3 separate regions of the Sus scrofa genome follow, and regions 1 and 3 are each linked to region 2. Evidence: chromatin contacts called from public HiChIP or PLAC-seq data. All regions are on one chromosome and are shown on one strand. Each heading gives the region's core, a stretch centred on a gene start, on an enhancer-like site or on the middle of the called end of the contact. The rest is flanking DNA. Distances are from core to core; before and after follow the strand shown. Region 1 holds the start of ZHX2 (zinc fingers and homeoboxes protein 2). Region 2 overlaps DERL1 (derlin 1). Region 3 has its middle 20 kb from the start of ZHX2.

Region 1 (4,800 bases), core at 1,055-3,554, 220 kb before region 2:
TCTGCCTGGGCTTCCTCATTTGTGAAATATGCATAATAATAGAACTTATCCTAACAGTGATTCTCCAGCTGTTATACAGGGATCCTAACAGTCCCCAAGACCCTTCCTGGGGTCCTCAAGGTCAAATCTACTTTGGTAATAGGGCTAAAACAGTACCTGCCCTTTTCATTCGTATTCTTTCTCAAGTATACAGTAGATTTCCAAAGCCTACATGACATGTCATGTGTTATTGCTCTGATGGCTAATGGAAAGTGTGTTTGTAAATTCCCATGCTTTGGGGTTTTTTTCAGTTGAATTTCTAATAAATATCAAGATGTATATAACTTACATAAACAAAAGCTCTTTGGGGTCCTTAATAATTTGAAGGGTCTAAAGGGGGCCTGAGACAAAACATTCCGAGAATCAATGCCTGTTAGGGTTGTTGTAAAGATTAAGAACTGTACACCTGAAACTAAAACAATATCGTACATCAGCTATACTTCAGTTTGAAAAAAGATTAACCAGCAATTGGCAAAGGCACACAAAGCACTCAATAAGCACTACTCCTATAATTATTGATTCCAGAGCTCCTGAATCACATCAGGTAAGTGTCTGCCTCCTCCACCTACACGTGAAGCAAACTGAAATCGTAGCTCTTAATGCAAAAGTCACCCTTGTTTAATCCCCTGCTGTCTGCTTATATAGGGAAGGTCCGGCCCATGCTAAACTCTGAACAATTTAAAGACACTGCAGCACATCAGATGCCCCCACAGTGTCCAAGAGATACAAGTGGCCTGAAGACATGAAAGCTCAATGGACGGTCCAGAGGGTCTACCCGGTGTGGCTCATGCCTGACCCTTCCATCCTATTATCCGCTCGCCCAACCAAAAGAAGACGGTAGTGAGGGGGGGACAGAGGAAACATGGCTTATAGAAATCCCTTCTAAGTGGATGACCAGCAAAAGGAGGTGCAGCCTCAGAACAGATACAACTTTCTTAAGGTTTCAGTAACTTCCATGGAAACAGGGAACTGTAGTTATGGGGGGGGGGCGTAGGGAAGCAGTGGAATGACCTGGAAGAGTCAAGAGTAAGCAATATAAAAATATTATAGTTGGTGGGATTGTTTTCTTTTTCTTTCTCTCTTCATGCACATCCTTGAGGGAAGAGGAAAAAAACTCAGCATCCCTAAATTCTGATATTGACAGCAAGCACATTAGGATGTTAGACAGTAGATATGGAATGAGTTTGAGAAAGATGCGATAGCATCTGGATCATAGTCACCCAGGAAGTTCTTAATAAATCCTTTAAGAACCTGGGCAGTTTGCCTCTCAGATCTGAGAGCATTAGGAAAAGAGACCTCCTTCAAAGCCAGTACCTGGTTTCCTGCACCGTTAACAAACAACCCTGCATCAGCAATAACGGAACAAACAGGTGCAAGCCAGTAGAAAGTTTTGCATATGAGCTATTTTTATTTTTATTGTAAAAATTTCTGGGAACCCAAAGAACAGGTTCTGGTGGAGAAATTGGAGCCCTAAAGGGAGACCCTGAGAAAGCCTTTCAGCTGCTTTCTTCTCCTCAGCCTCAGAAACGAAAATGCCAAAAGGTCAACCAATGCGTTGACCACGCAGTCAGCCCGGGAGCCAGCCATTTTCACCCCGTCTCCGTCCTCGCCTCCAGCCACTCCGCCGCACACGGCCACCTGTTGCTGTCCTAGCGCCCAGAGCCGAGTCGCAAGCCGCCGCTAGAGTTCGTTCTAATTCCCCCCAAGCTAAGGCTGGCCGGGAAGCCCCGACGCTCCGCGCCTGCTAATCCTCAGCGCGGGCGGGGACTCCGCGGAGCCTCCCAGCCCCAGGCTCCCTTTGTCTTCTTGCTGCTCTCAAAATGTCAAAAGTAGACCCCAGACAGCATCCCCTTGGCCCCCGCTCGCCCAGTGCGCGCTCGCACTCAGCACACACTTGGGAGATGCTGACGCGTCGAGATGCCCACCGAGGAGAAACTGGTCCACCTGGCAGGGACAGGCGGCGCAGACAGGTTCTGTGAAATGCCAAAGCGTCCCCTGAATCCCAAATCCCTTGGAGCCCTTAGCTGAACACTGCAGCTGAAGCGCCGCGCCCAAAACGCGAGTTCACGGTTCCCGAGGCCGCGGGCGGAGGGCAGCGAGATTCTGACCTGCCTTTGCTCTAAGCCGCCCGAGGGGATCCAGGGGGCGGCGGCGGTTAGGGATGCCCTCCCGCCGGGAAGGCCAGAGTCCCAGTTTCGAAAGTGACCCGCCTCGCTTCCGAGGGACTTCCCTGCCAGCGCCGCAGGGGTGTGCATTTCTCCGAAGTCTGAGAATCCCAGCGAGCGCTGGCCCGACAAGAGTTTAAGTCAGCTCCCAGGGCGTCTGTTTGTTTATTGGCTCTTAGGAAAAAAAGTTTGAGGATGTTTAACCAACCTCAGACCTGGCGCAAGCGGAAATCTCAGAATCTCTTCAGCAAAAGTCATCTAATTTCGAGTCGTTATATAAGTGGGGGCTCTTCCTTACCCTCCCTACTCCGAGCCCTCTTATTACTACTCCAGGAGTTAAATGTGTCTCGCTTTAAAAAAGAAAAAAAAAATTTTTTTAAGTTGTTATTATTTCCCTGAGTCCTAGGGCGGGAGAAAGCGCAGGCAGCGCCCTGGGCTTGCGGCGGCCCCACCCGCGCGCTGCCGTTTGCTCTGCAGGAGGGACGCGGGGTCCCGGGTGCCGCCCGCTCAGCGAGCAGCCGCGCCCAGCGGTCCCTCCGTCGGCCACTCCACGTGGTTAGGATCAACAGTTTGTCGAGCTCATCAGTGACACCTTGAACTTTTCATAAAGAAAATGGGTATTGCACCAGGAGGGTTTGGCCGCGGCCGCCGCGCCGGGTCGTGCTTAATATTCAATGATCTCGCTCGCGCCTCCCCCTCCTCCCCTCGCAGAAATTCCACCGAGTCCGTTACTGGGCTCAGACTTTTAAGTTAATTTACTGCCCACCCCCCAACCTTGGCTAGTAACCAGCGCCTTTAGGGTTGGCCTCCCCCCCAGCTCTCGCCTGAAAATGACATTTCGCCGGCGTCTCCGGAGGGGGCTGAATTTCACTTTGTAACTTTCTGCGGAACCCGAGCCCGGGTGGCAGCTCGGGTGGTGGTATCGTATGCAAATACGCATGCTGACGTTACAGATCATGTGGGTTTTGGCGTAGATTCCCCACTGATCGAGACATTTTTTTCCCCTTTTTTTTTCCTTCTTTTTTTTTTTTTTCTTTTAAAAATTTTGGCCACTGTTCTCCGTACGGGGGCTTCTTCTGTCTGTCTGTCTGGCAGGCTGGCTTTCCCCCTCTTTCCCACGGAGCCCGAGCCGGGCGCCCGGTGAGGAGTGGGGAGTGGGTGGGGGGAGCCAGCAGAGTTCCATTTTGGAACGCCCGTGCCGCGTCTCCACGTTCCCAGCCCGGGTCCCCGCGTTCCCAGCCCCGGCGCAGGTAAGAAACTTCGCCCCGGCGCGGAGCACCCCCCGCCCGGCGCGGCCGGCCCCGAGCCCCGCACGCCGGGCACCGGCCACTCCAGCCCAACTTTCCCACCGCCGCCGCCGCCGCCGCGGCTCCCGAAAATGTGTTGTTAATGGGACTTGGCCGGGTTTGTGATTGGAAGGGGGGCGCGGAAGGGGGGGTGGGGTGCAGGCTCTTTTTTGCGGGTGGGAGGAAATCAGAGGATCCAGAGGCGGGGGGAGATTTTTTTTTAAAGAGTTTTGATTACAAGTTTGGATAAATGGGAGGCAGACCGAGGAGGAGGAGGAGGAGGAAAAACATGTCTACGTTTCCCTATGTCGACATAAGCCACAAAAAAATATGGCGTCCGCTTTCGACAGGGCGTTACGTAGACCCGACTCTGTTTTTATTTATTTATTTCGTGGCCGGCTCCCTCCCTTCTTGGCCAAACTGCGGCGCTTTGTGCGAACGGGGCCGGTCCCACGGGGACTCCACCGGGACGTGGCCCCGGCTCCGCGGGTTCGGGCAGGCGGGGGGCTGCGTGTGTGTGCTCCCCTCCCTCCCTCCCCCGCTCTCCCCTCTTCTCCCCTCTCCCGGTGACGATTCGCCGTACTGTGGTGGCAGGAAGCATGACGCCGTGGGTTGAGGCTGCCTCTCCTCTCCTGGTGGCTGCAGGCAGCGGGCGCGCGGCGCGGGCGGGGAGCCGAGCTACCTGCCGCGGGCCGAGCCGCAGCGCGGCGCTGTCCCCACGCCCCGCTCAGGTGCCGGGGAACCCGCGTGGCGAGGGCCTGGGGGGCGGGGCGGGGGGAGCCGCGGGGCCCCCGCTGTCCTCCGCCCGCGGCCCGCCTCTGCCCGCCCAAGCCCACGGTCGCCCCCCGGCAGGGCAGCTGGCGCTCTTCGTCTGCCCCACGAGCGGTTCATCTTTGTTGGTGTCTCGGCTGCTTTGTGGCTTCCCCAGGACTTGGGGTCCTCGCCTTTGCAAACTTGCCCCTTTCCCAGCCGCTCTGCAGGAGGCTGCGCAGACGAAGATGAGCGGAAAGTTGGAAACCAGTGAGCATCACGGAACGGTCCGCTTGGCCTCGTCGCTGTGCGGAGCTCGGGAGGCGGCGGCAGAGGAGGAGGAGGAGGAGGAGGGTGGTGTGTTAGGCTGGGGAGAAAACTTGACTGGGAAGCCAAGTCGTGATGTGCTCGGGCTTCCACCTGATGGATCAGCGTCGACGCCAGTGGGGTCTCTGCCTTCAGCTATTTGCGAGATGGCCTTTTGTTTGTCTGGGAGGTGAGGGAGGAGGAAGGTGGGGAAAGAGCCTTCCCTGGACCCCTCCCCTTTGAAAGTGTCGCTG
Region 2 (5,094 bases), core at 2,449-4,948:
CACAAATTGTTTTAGGCTGCTAACAATGAGCCCACTTACCCTCTTACCCCTTCCTCAGCCAAAATCTTGGCTAAAACCGTGGTCACCCTGTCACCCTGGTCCCTTGCTGTGCACACAGGTGCCTGCCTGCTCAGCAGGGCCCTCAGCTCCCTGAGATGCCAGAATCTGGGCTCAGTGGCCCCTGGCTACCAGGGCTCCAGGAGGCCAGGCCGAGGCCTTGAGCCCTGGCTTCCTGTGCCTGTGTGACCCGGGCAACGCCCTTGTTGGCTTGTATTCTTCCATCAGACAAAGAGGGAAATCCTACCCCTCAGGGAGTTTTTATCAGGGCGCAGAAGAACTTGGGCGGTTAAAACGATTGCTGAAAAAGAGGAAGAAACACTTACAAAAACTGAGGCGTGGACAGAAAGTTTCTTCCTCCCAAGTCCATTGGGTATCTGAACATGAGGAAGAAATAAAGGTGTCCAACGAGATTTCCGATAAGCTCGTTGATGACCCTGCGGACAGAAAGCCAAGAGTTTAAAGACGGTCGAGTAGTAAAGTGAGAGGCCCCAAGTTTTAACTAAGAGCACAGGGCTCAGATCCTTCGAGACCGCCCATTTCTGGGCCCTGGGAGTCGGTGACAGCTCGACAGTGAGCCCTGTCATCGTCTGAGTGGCGAACGCATCCTGAATGAGACGGGACGTCCATCCTGCTGGACCAGCGCGGCCTGTGCTCTTCAAGGCCAGCTGCTCCTCTGACATCTCTTTCAAGCCCCAGCCCATCCTCAAAATACGGTTTTTGCTACTTCCGGCCTCCAAGGTTGGGGGAGCTGCAAAGCAAGCTTCTGAATGCTACCAGATGTGAACACCGCATTTGCAAAATGGCAGATGTGAGGGCGGGCAAGAGAGACGCAGGGACGGAAAGGAGGGAGCGTCCATGTCCACTCCCCTCTTCCAGACACGGACCCAGGGCTCATTTGCCTTTGCCCTTGTGTCCCTGACTGTGAGACATCATAGCGATCACCTTGGAAAGCTGACCTTCACCTTGTAATCCTGGATTCACAGATCCACTCCTACATAGCCTCCCGTCTTCACCTCTAGGGGACTCCTGTTGTAGGAAATCAGTGTCTACACCTCCTCCCAGACCTGACTGCTCTTCTGGCCGCAGGGCAGTTCTACCGAGCTTGCTCTGCTCTAAACAGAGTCTGTGTACTCGACTCATTCCCTCCCTCCTATGGATGCAGTTCAAGTCAGGACCACACGGAGCAAAGACGTCAGGTGTATTAAGCACTAGTACTATCATAAAACCGAAACAGACTCACAGACACAGCAAATAAACGTATGGCTACCAAAGCGGGGGGAGATGGGAGGGAGAAGCATAAATGAGGAGTTTGGGATTAGCAGATACAAACGACTCTATAAAAAATACATCAACAAGATCCCACCGGAGAGCACAAGGGACTGTATTCAGTATCTTGTGATAAGCCATAATGGAAAAGAATACCAAAAAATGTATGTACATGTATATATATGTATGTATGCATAACTGAATCACTTTGCTGTATAACAGAAACTAACACAACACTGTCAATCAACTACACTTCAATTTTTAAACAGAATCTTAAAAGGACTAGCACTATGAAAATCTATTTTAAAAACATAAAAAAACATCGTGTAATGTCAGAAAGAGGAGTTCTTAGAATAGCTGCATCTTGAAATCCTCCTAAAATTTTGACTGGATGCATTCAAGGTTTTCTTAAGTCTCAGGTCTAATTCCAGATAAGAAATCTGACCCTGTTTCATCAAAACTTCTGTACTATCAAACCGCTGACAAAACTACTCCCCACCTGATCTGAGGAGTTTCCATAGGCATTCTGGAATATGCCTTAAGAATAAAAAAACAGGGAGTTCCCTGGTGGCCTAGCGGTTAAGGGCCCAGCTTTAACCATTTTGGCTTGAGTTCAATCCCTGGCCTGGAAATTTCCACAGGCCACGGGCGCAACAACAACAAAAAGGAATAAAAAACAGTAATTTTATGCACAAAGGGCTCAGCCTGGATAGAAATTAGGTCTCTATGTTTGCTCTATCTGGACAGTGAATCCAGAAATATTTATTCAAAAGCACATATATGGAAGCATATATACTCTAACAACAAACTAACCAAAACAAAAAAAAAAGACAGAAAAGAAAAATTCAGTGCTAGGAAGCTGCTGTGTGGCACAGACAGTAAGGATCCAGCATTGCTCCAGCTGTGGTTCAGGTCACAACTGAAATTCAGGTTCAATCTCTGGCCCAGGAACTTCCACATGCTGCAGCTGTGGCCAAAAAAGAAAAAAAAAAAAAAAAAGAAAAAAAAAAGTGTTAAATATGTTTAAAGTCCTGCAATTTTAAACAATTATATCAGAATGAAATTATCAATACGATAAGGTATCAAAGCATCAATGCTGAGATTCTTTAAAGTTCTTTTTTTTTTTTCTTTGTCTTTTGCCTTTTCTAGGGTCACTCCCACAGCATATGGAGGTTCCCAGGCTAGGGGTCGAATCAAAGCTGTAGCCGCCAGCCTACACCAGAGCCACAGCAACAGGGATCCAAGCCGCATCTGCAACCTACACCACAGCTCACGGAAACACCGGATCCTTAACCCACTGAGCAAGGCCAGGGATGGAACCTGCAACCTCATGGTTCTTAGTCGGATTCATTAACCACTGAGCCACGACAGGAACTCCTCTTTAAAGTTCTAATAAAGTTTAGAAAAAAAAAAGATAAAGAATAATGAAAGTCTTCCCAGGATCAGTTTGCAATAAATCTATTATCACTTACGAGCCTCCGATGATATAGTTGAATCCAAGGATAACCCAAGGTAAATAACAGGCCTAGGAAAGAAGATACACAAACATGAATAACTCCATACAACTGCTAAGGGGCTGCTATGGGTACGGTTATCCTAACAAGGGTGTCTATAAATCTTTTGGAAAGTCACTGCAAAAATTCCTTAGATCCATCTGGCATCATTCCTGTTGTACTTAAACATTCCCACCTAAAATTATGCTTATTTATATATTAGTAACTCAAGACAAGGTACTTTGCCCGTAGTTTTCAGATGTGATACGTACCCTGCTGAATTATAACAGCTTTAGAAAACAGACGTGTCCCCTATGGATGCTAACAGAAACATAGTCCATAAGAGAGGCACACTAAGACTCCAGCCAGCAAATTGTTACCAGTAACTTACCAAATACCCCCATCTTTTTAGGTTCTCCTTTTACGTACTTCACAAAATCATTTCGAATTTTTACCACATTATACATCTTGAACTAACACTCTCCCGTACAAGACTTCCTGTACAGCCCAGGGAACTCTACTCAATATTCTGTGATAATCTATATGGGAAAGGACTCTGAAAAAGAATGGATGTGTGTATATATATAACTGAATCACTGTCATACAGCAGAAATTATCACAACCTTGTAAATCAATTATACTTCCATAAAACTTAAAAAAAAAAAAAAACCCACTCTGCCAAATGAGAGAGCTCTCCAGACAAATTCAACATTGGAGCCCCTGTAAAAAATTAATAAACAGAAACCTCAATTAAGTACAGTTGGGAGACCAGAAGGGGGAGCTCTCGCGCCCTGTTCCAAAAGCAGAGCCCAACAGGAAGAAGACAGACTTCTTTCCTTGCAAGGACTCAGCCAATGACAAGCTCTGTTTACCACGGCCCTCCCAACTTCCTCTTCCTCTCTCTATAAAAGCTCTCTCCTTCCCTTGGTGTGCAGGGACTCACACGTGGCCAGCCATGGCTGCAGACTCCAAAATGCAATTCTCTGTCGATCCCAAGTAAACCTTCTTGCTGGAGAAATATCTGACAGCCTATTTACTTTGGGTCAACATCCCTTCCAGATTCAAGACATCAATCTAATAGCTAAGGGAGTTGCAAAAATATCACACATGTCGATAACTTGAAGGTAGAATATGGTAAGTGCTCTAAGAGGAACACAAAGTAGTGCAAGAGCCCAAAGGCAAGATGAATGCCACAGACAGATGAGGCAGGAAATACACTCAGTCCCAACTCAAATTAAAAAAAGAGTATGGTTTCGGAGTTCCCCTCATGGTGCAGTGGTTAACGAATCTGGCTAGGAACCATGAGGTTGCGGGTTCGATCCCTGGCCTTGCTCAGTGGGTTGAGGATCCGGTGTTGCCGTGAGCTGTGGTGTAGGTTGCGGACGCGGCTCGGATCCCACGTTGCTGTGGCTCTGGCGTAGGCTGGCGGCTACAGCTCCGATTGGACCCCTAGCCTGGGAACCTCCATATGCTGTGGGAGTAGCCCTAGAAAAGGGAAAAAGACAAAAAAAAAAAAGAGTACGGTTTGGAGTTCCCACTGTGGCACAACGGGATTGGCAGTGTCTCTGGCACGCAGGGACGCAGGTTTAATCCCCAGCCTGGCACAGTAGGTTAAGAATCAGGCGTTTCTGCAACTGCAGCTCGGATCTGATCCCTGGCCCAGGAACTCAATATGCCAAAGGCGGCCAAGGGGAAAAAAAAAAAGTACAGTTTTCATAAAGAAGAAAATCAAAAAGATGTTGCGGGCAGATTGTGAGCAAAGGCACAAAGGGAAGTGTTTGGGAGGCAAAAAAATAAATAAAATAAAAATCTGTTTGGCTAGAGTGTAAACCACATAACAGGGAATGATAAGAATGGATTTTCAAAGAAATAGTTCCACATGAGTATCCCTCCCTCCCTCTACCACACACATACATGAGATCACTCGGGGACACAGGCCTAAGGGGCCAAGAACTAACAGCAAAGGACTGAGGTTTGGCTAAAGAACAGCAGGGTGACTGAGGAGGGGCGAGGGGGCTTGCCTGTGGTTTGCTGCTCTGCAGTGACCTCTGCTGGTTGTGTCAGAAAGTGCATCTTTGGGCTGAAGAGCGGGATTTTTGCAAAGACTAATGAAAAGGAAAATCTGCCAGCTAGGTTATAGTACCTTAAATCTTGTTCCAAACCAAAACGATACAATCATGTCTCTGTTCAGCTGGGCCCAGACGTAAAGCACTGACATGATCAGAGGGATCATCAGCAACTGCAAGAGAAAGGAACACGTAAGGACAGGGCTCCA
Region 3 (4,704 bases), core at 936-3,435, 240 kb before region 2:
TGGGTGTGGCCCTCACACTTGTATGTACATGTACATGTGCACACGTGTATGTACATAACGAGCACGTGTCCCCTCTCACACGTACTCTCACATCTCACCTTGAATGTCTCTGCCTTTTGTGCATATTATCTTTATAATGTGTCCTTGGGGACTACATGCTTAGGGGGTTGGAAGGTCTCAGGGCTACTTTCAAGTGGTTCTGTATCAGAAGGGTTACTGGCTTTGGCAGGTGAGGCATATCGCTTATCTGAACAATCAGGAGGCAACTAGGAAGAGAGTCCCCTGATCATGCAGGGGTGTTAGTCCCAGTCAGGCAGGGGCCTTGGCCTCCCCCAACCCCACCTCTTCTGTGACCATGTGATACTGGGAAAGTTATGGCTATGACATGCAAGACCAAAAATTGGTCAGCTTTTCCCAGTCAGGTGCCTAGAAAGTTCTGTAAGCCCTGGACATGCAACAAGTGAGGCAAAAGCATCACTGAAATACAAGCCTTGGTCTCATTTGTAAAATAATAGCAACAATAGTGATAATAATAATAATAAAACTTCAAGAAGAGCAGGGATGTTGGAGTGTACAGTACAGATGACACAGAGGAGAAGGAACAGTCTTGGAGAAAGAAGCTGGTGACAAGTAGAGAAGCCTCGGGCTGGGGAAGCCATGAGCTCCAGGAAGAAGGATGGGGACATACCAAGTACAAGGACAAACCAGACAGGAATGAGCTACGAACATGAAACCTGCCTGAGGCAGCAGCTGGGAGCTGGACCTGATGGGACTCCATCTTCATAGCCTCCTCTGAGGGCCTGTGCAAAGGCTCCTGAAGCAGATGGGGAGGGGGAGGGGCACCAGGGGTGCGGGGTCATTGGAGCTCACCCCCAAGCACCTCATCAGCAGCCTGGGAGGCAGATGCCATGTGGGTCACATTACAGCAGGCCAATTAGGATATATGAGGTCATTAGGCGGCGCTTTGACCCAGGCCAGGTAGGAGACCCGGTGACTCTACCAGGGACGGGATCTGGGCAGTGTTGATGATGAAGACAATGATGATGATGACGACAGTAATAAGAAGTCATCAGGAGTTGTGTGTGCAGTGTAACGAATCGACTAGGAACATGAGTGCGGGTTCGATCCTGCCTTGCTCAGTGGGTTAAGATCGGCGGGTGAGCTGTGGGAGGCGAGACGCGGCTCGGATTGGCGTTGGTGGCTTGGGTAGGTGGGCTACGTCCATTAGACCTACAGGAACTCATATGCACAGAGCGCCAAAAATGCAAAAAAAAAAAAAAAAAAAAAAAGAAGTCATCAATGTTTAATTCTAATCAACAAAACTCACTGTGAGCTAGGAATGTGTCAATCACTGCTCGAAGCACCCGGCACATGGTAACTCATTTAACACATCCACCAAATGGAGGGAATGAACTCCGGATAGTTAGCACCTGTGGTGAATGCTAAATGAGATGCTCTATGTGAAACTGGCTTGAGCGATGGAGATAAAGATGACAATGATAAGAATGGTGGTGATGGTGGTGCTGGTGATGGTGGCCGCAGCAGTGGTGGAGGCGGTGGAGGTGAGGATGATGGAGATGGTAGCGGTACCAGCGGCAATGGTAACAGGTGATATAACGCTGTGGGTAAAGAAGAGATTCGGAGTTAAACAGAGACCTAAGTTCAAGTTCCAGCTCTGCCATTTACTCATTGGATTATCTTAGGCAAGCTTCTCTGAGCCTCAGTTTCCTCATCTGTGAAATGGGAACTACACACACACACACACACAGTACTGTTAAGAAGAGAAGAATGCACATCTGATACTTGATACACAGCAGCTACCACAGAGAAGGGCAGTGGTGGCAACAACGGGAGTGACGATGGCAGAGGTTCCCCACACAGGGAGTCAGCTCCTGACCACACCCCACAAACTCTCCCAGCAGATACCACCTTAGGAGCCTTCACTTGGAGAGGGTATTTTGAATTGGCTACACCTGGTCCCAAGTACACACACACACACACACACACACACACACACGCACACACACCTTCCACACTCACCGCGTTGCAAGCACTACTCTCTTAACCATTAACCAAGCTGGCTCTAGCTAAGCTGGGAAACAGACAAAGGTTATTTGTGGAGTTATTGCATCACCTTCTCACCCCTGGCCCTGGTACCATGTGGCTGTAAGCTGACCCCTACTCTGCTAGGATCATAGTCACCCTACCTCATCTCCTTCCCCTTCCCAGCCTCCTTGCTTTTACCCTTCCCTGTCCAGCCAACATTCGCCACTTAGGGTTTTGTGACCTCATGCTTAATAATAATAATAACAACAACCACAACAACATACGTGTACTGTGTGCCTACTATGATCCATGCTTCATGGACTGGTTTATTTAATCCTCACAACCACCCTGTGAGTTGGGTGAAATTCTTAGCCCCACTTTACAGGTGAGGATTCTGAGGCTCAGAAAGGTTAAAGTAACGTTTCCTGGGTCACACAGCTTATAATTGCAGAGCTGGCACCAGGGGCATGTTTGATCTTGGAGCCAAGGCTGTTTGTACCACATGATGCTGTCTGCCTTTCAAAGACTTAGCCCACAAGAGTGGGAGTATTGAAGAGCAAGAACGGAGGGTAAATGTTGAAGAAAGAAAGCATTTGGCTGGTTCCCAAGTCCCCTAGAAAGGGAGCTTTCCACCACCAGCTTCCCTCCAGACTCTGACCTGGCATTACCATGGGCCAACTGTCATGGTCACTATGAATCATAAAAATGATGCGTCATGCTTTCTAAAGCATGCTTTCTGAAAACCCAGACTTGTTTTGTTTAATTGCAGCATACCCTTTAGCCCAGCAGTTCCACTTCTAAAATGTTCTCCTTCAGATATATTTGCACATGTGCGAACAGACGTATTTACAAAGTTACTCAGCATTTGTAATGGCAAAAATTTGGAAGCAACCCAAATGTCTATCAGTGGGGAATGGTTAAATAAATTATGGAACATGCAGATGATCAAATACTCTCCAGCCATTAAAAAAAAAAATGTTTAAGCTCTATTTGCAAGGATACAGAAGCGATACATAGGAATGTGAACATATGGGTCTCTACGAACAGCAAGTGTGTTATGCCGTCGCCACTTATGTCAAATATGGTGAGGGTGAGGAATAAGCACAGGTGATTTCTCACATATGCATGGATGGCATCTAGCAGGATATAGAAACAACAGAAGCCATTCATTGCCCTCAGAAAGGACCTAGGCGGCTGGGAGACAGAAGTGCAACAGGGACTTTTTGCTCTCTCTTATTATGTTTCTTCTGAATGTGGGCACCTATGTGAAATAAATCTATATAAATGTGTCTATGTAGGAGTTCCCAACATGGTTCAGTGGAAACGAAACTTACTAGCATCCATGAGGACATAAGGTCGATTCCTGGCCTTGCTCTGCTGGAAGCTATGGTGTAGGTCGCAGATGCAGCTTGGATCTGGTGTTGCTGTGGTTGTGGCGTAGGCCAGTAGCTGCAGGTCTGATTCAACCTCTAGCCTAGGAACCTCCATATGCCATGGGTGCAGCCCTAAAAAGACCAAAAAAAAAAAAAAAGTGTCCATGTAAATCTACCTATATAAATATATAAATAAATCTCTCTAAATAGTCACACACATATGAATAATCCTATGGGAATGTTCGTGGTCCATTAAAAAAAAAGTCTCTGACATGACCTCAGAGACTTTGAACTTGATTATTGTTCCTGACACCTTGGGACAGCTAACTTGATGTTTCTGAATCCAGGTTTCCTCGGTTATAAGGAGGGTGGTGGAGGGAGTGATAACTACTTCCCAGGAATGTTGGGAGGATTAAGACTCAAAATGTATGTATTATTCATTCTCCAGATATGTGTCAAGCAGTTACTCTGGGCCAGGCCCTGGGTCTGGGCGCAAAAGTATGTATTAACAAGGTGTGTCCAGGAACCGTGCTCACCCATCATGCACCACGGCATTACGGCTGGTGGGGAGATGGGCATGAAATCAACACAGACTGCGCAGTGGCCTGTTGTCATAAACACTGCAGCAGGGGACAGGTGGCTCTGCGAGAGAGAGAGAGAGAGATTGGGAGAGGGACTGTCATGGGAGCTATAGCAGGCCTTTCTTAGACAGTGACACAAGCTCAGACCCACGGGCTTTGCTTGGCTAAGAGAGGAGGGAGGAACATTACAGGTGAGAACCGTGAGCCAAAAATAAACCTGGAGAGTTCAAGGACCCAAAAGGCAATCAATCTGGCTAGAGAGCAGAAAGCTTGGGGGAGAGCTGGAGGCATAAGGGGATGAAAACCTCCGGAGCTTCCAGGGACTGTGGGAAGGATGGTGGGGGTACCTTCCGGGGGCAGCGGGAAGCAATTGGCGGTTCATCCGAAGCAGAGGCAGTGCAGCTGGCAGATAAAAGAGCAGGCTCTGGTGACCTGCTACGAATCCTGGCTCTTCCACTTCCTGGCGGGGTGCCCTGGGGCAGCCCTATGCTTCTCAATAAGGAGGCAAATAGTGCCCGTGGTACCGTGTGTGAGGTTTAAGTGCATTCCAGGAGGAGCTCTCAGCTCGGTGACTGGTGCTGCTCACGCACTCAGCAGATGGTTTTGCAGCAGCAGCAGCCATCAGGATAGTTATAGTGCATTTCTGAAAAATCATTCTAGAGCCAGGGTGGGCCGACGATGGCCCCTGGACCAAATCCCAGCCT

What was found. HiChIP or PLAC-seq counts read pairs in DNA pulled down with a chosen protein or histone mark.
Region 1: an H3K27ac HiChIP or PLAC-seq map of skeletal muscle shows a contact between it and region 2, with 9 times the contacts expected there. The contact joins the promoter of ZHX2 here to the enhancer-like site in region 2. A contact is called at or near these places in 13 of 47 Hi-C or Micro-C datasets (alveolar macrophages, embryonic fibroblasts, epiblast stem cells and 8 more) and 2 of 2 datasets of contacts at active chromatin or transcription factors (alveolar macrophages and skeletal muscle).
Region 3: an H3K27ac HiChIP or PLAC-seq map of skeletal muscle shows a contact between it and region 2. The contact joins two enhancer-like sites. A contact is called at or near these places in 2 of 2 datasets of contacts at active chromatin or transcription factors (alveolar macrophages and skeletal muscle).

What each region holds. Positions count from the first base shown.
Region 1 is chr4:16,551,363-16,556,162 of Sscrofa11.1, reverse strand. It overlaps ZHX2 (zinc fingers and homeoboxes protein 2), which reads left to right and starts at 2,304. Exons shown (of 5, transcript XM_021088974.1): 1 at 2,304-3,454.
Region 2 is chr4:16,330,660-16,335,753 of Sscrofa11.1, reverse strand. It overlaps DERL1 (derlin 1), which reads right to left. Exons shown (of 8, transcript NM_001244479.1): 5 at 4,963-5,058; 6 at 2,799-2,851; 7 at 384-494. Among named protein-coding and RNA genes, the nearest start is that of DERL1, 23 kb to the right of the region's middle. Within about 2 kb of position 3,698, at least 17 of the 83 cell types and tissues checked have an H3K27ac peak or open chromatin away from gene starts, as enhancers often do. A contact at or near this core is called in alveolar macrophages and skeletal muscle, where this site is marked.
Region 3 is chr4:16,571,947-16,576,650 of Sscrofa11.1, reverse strand. No RefSeq gene overlaps it. Among named protein-coding and RNA genes, the nearest start is that of ZHX2, 20 kb to the right of the region's middle. Within about 2 kb of position 2,185, at least 12 of the 83 cell types and tissues checked have an H3K27ac peak or open chromatin away from gene starts, as enhancers often do. A contact at or near this core is called in skeletal muscle, where this site is marked.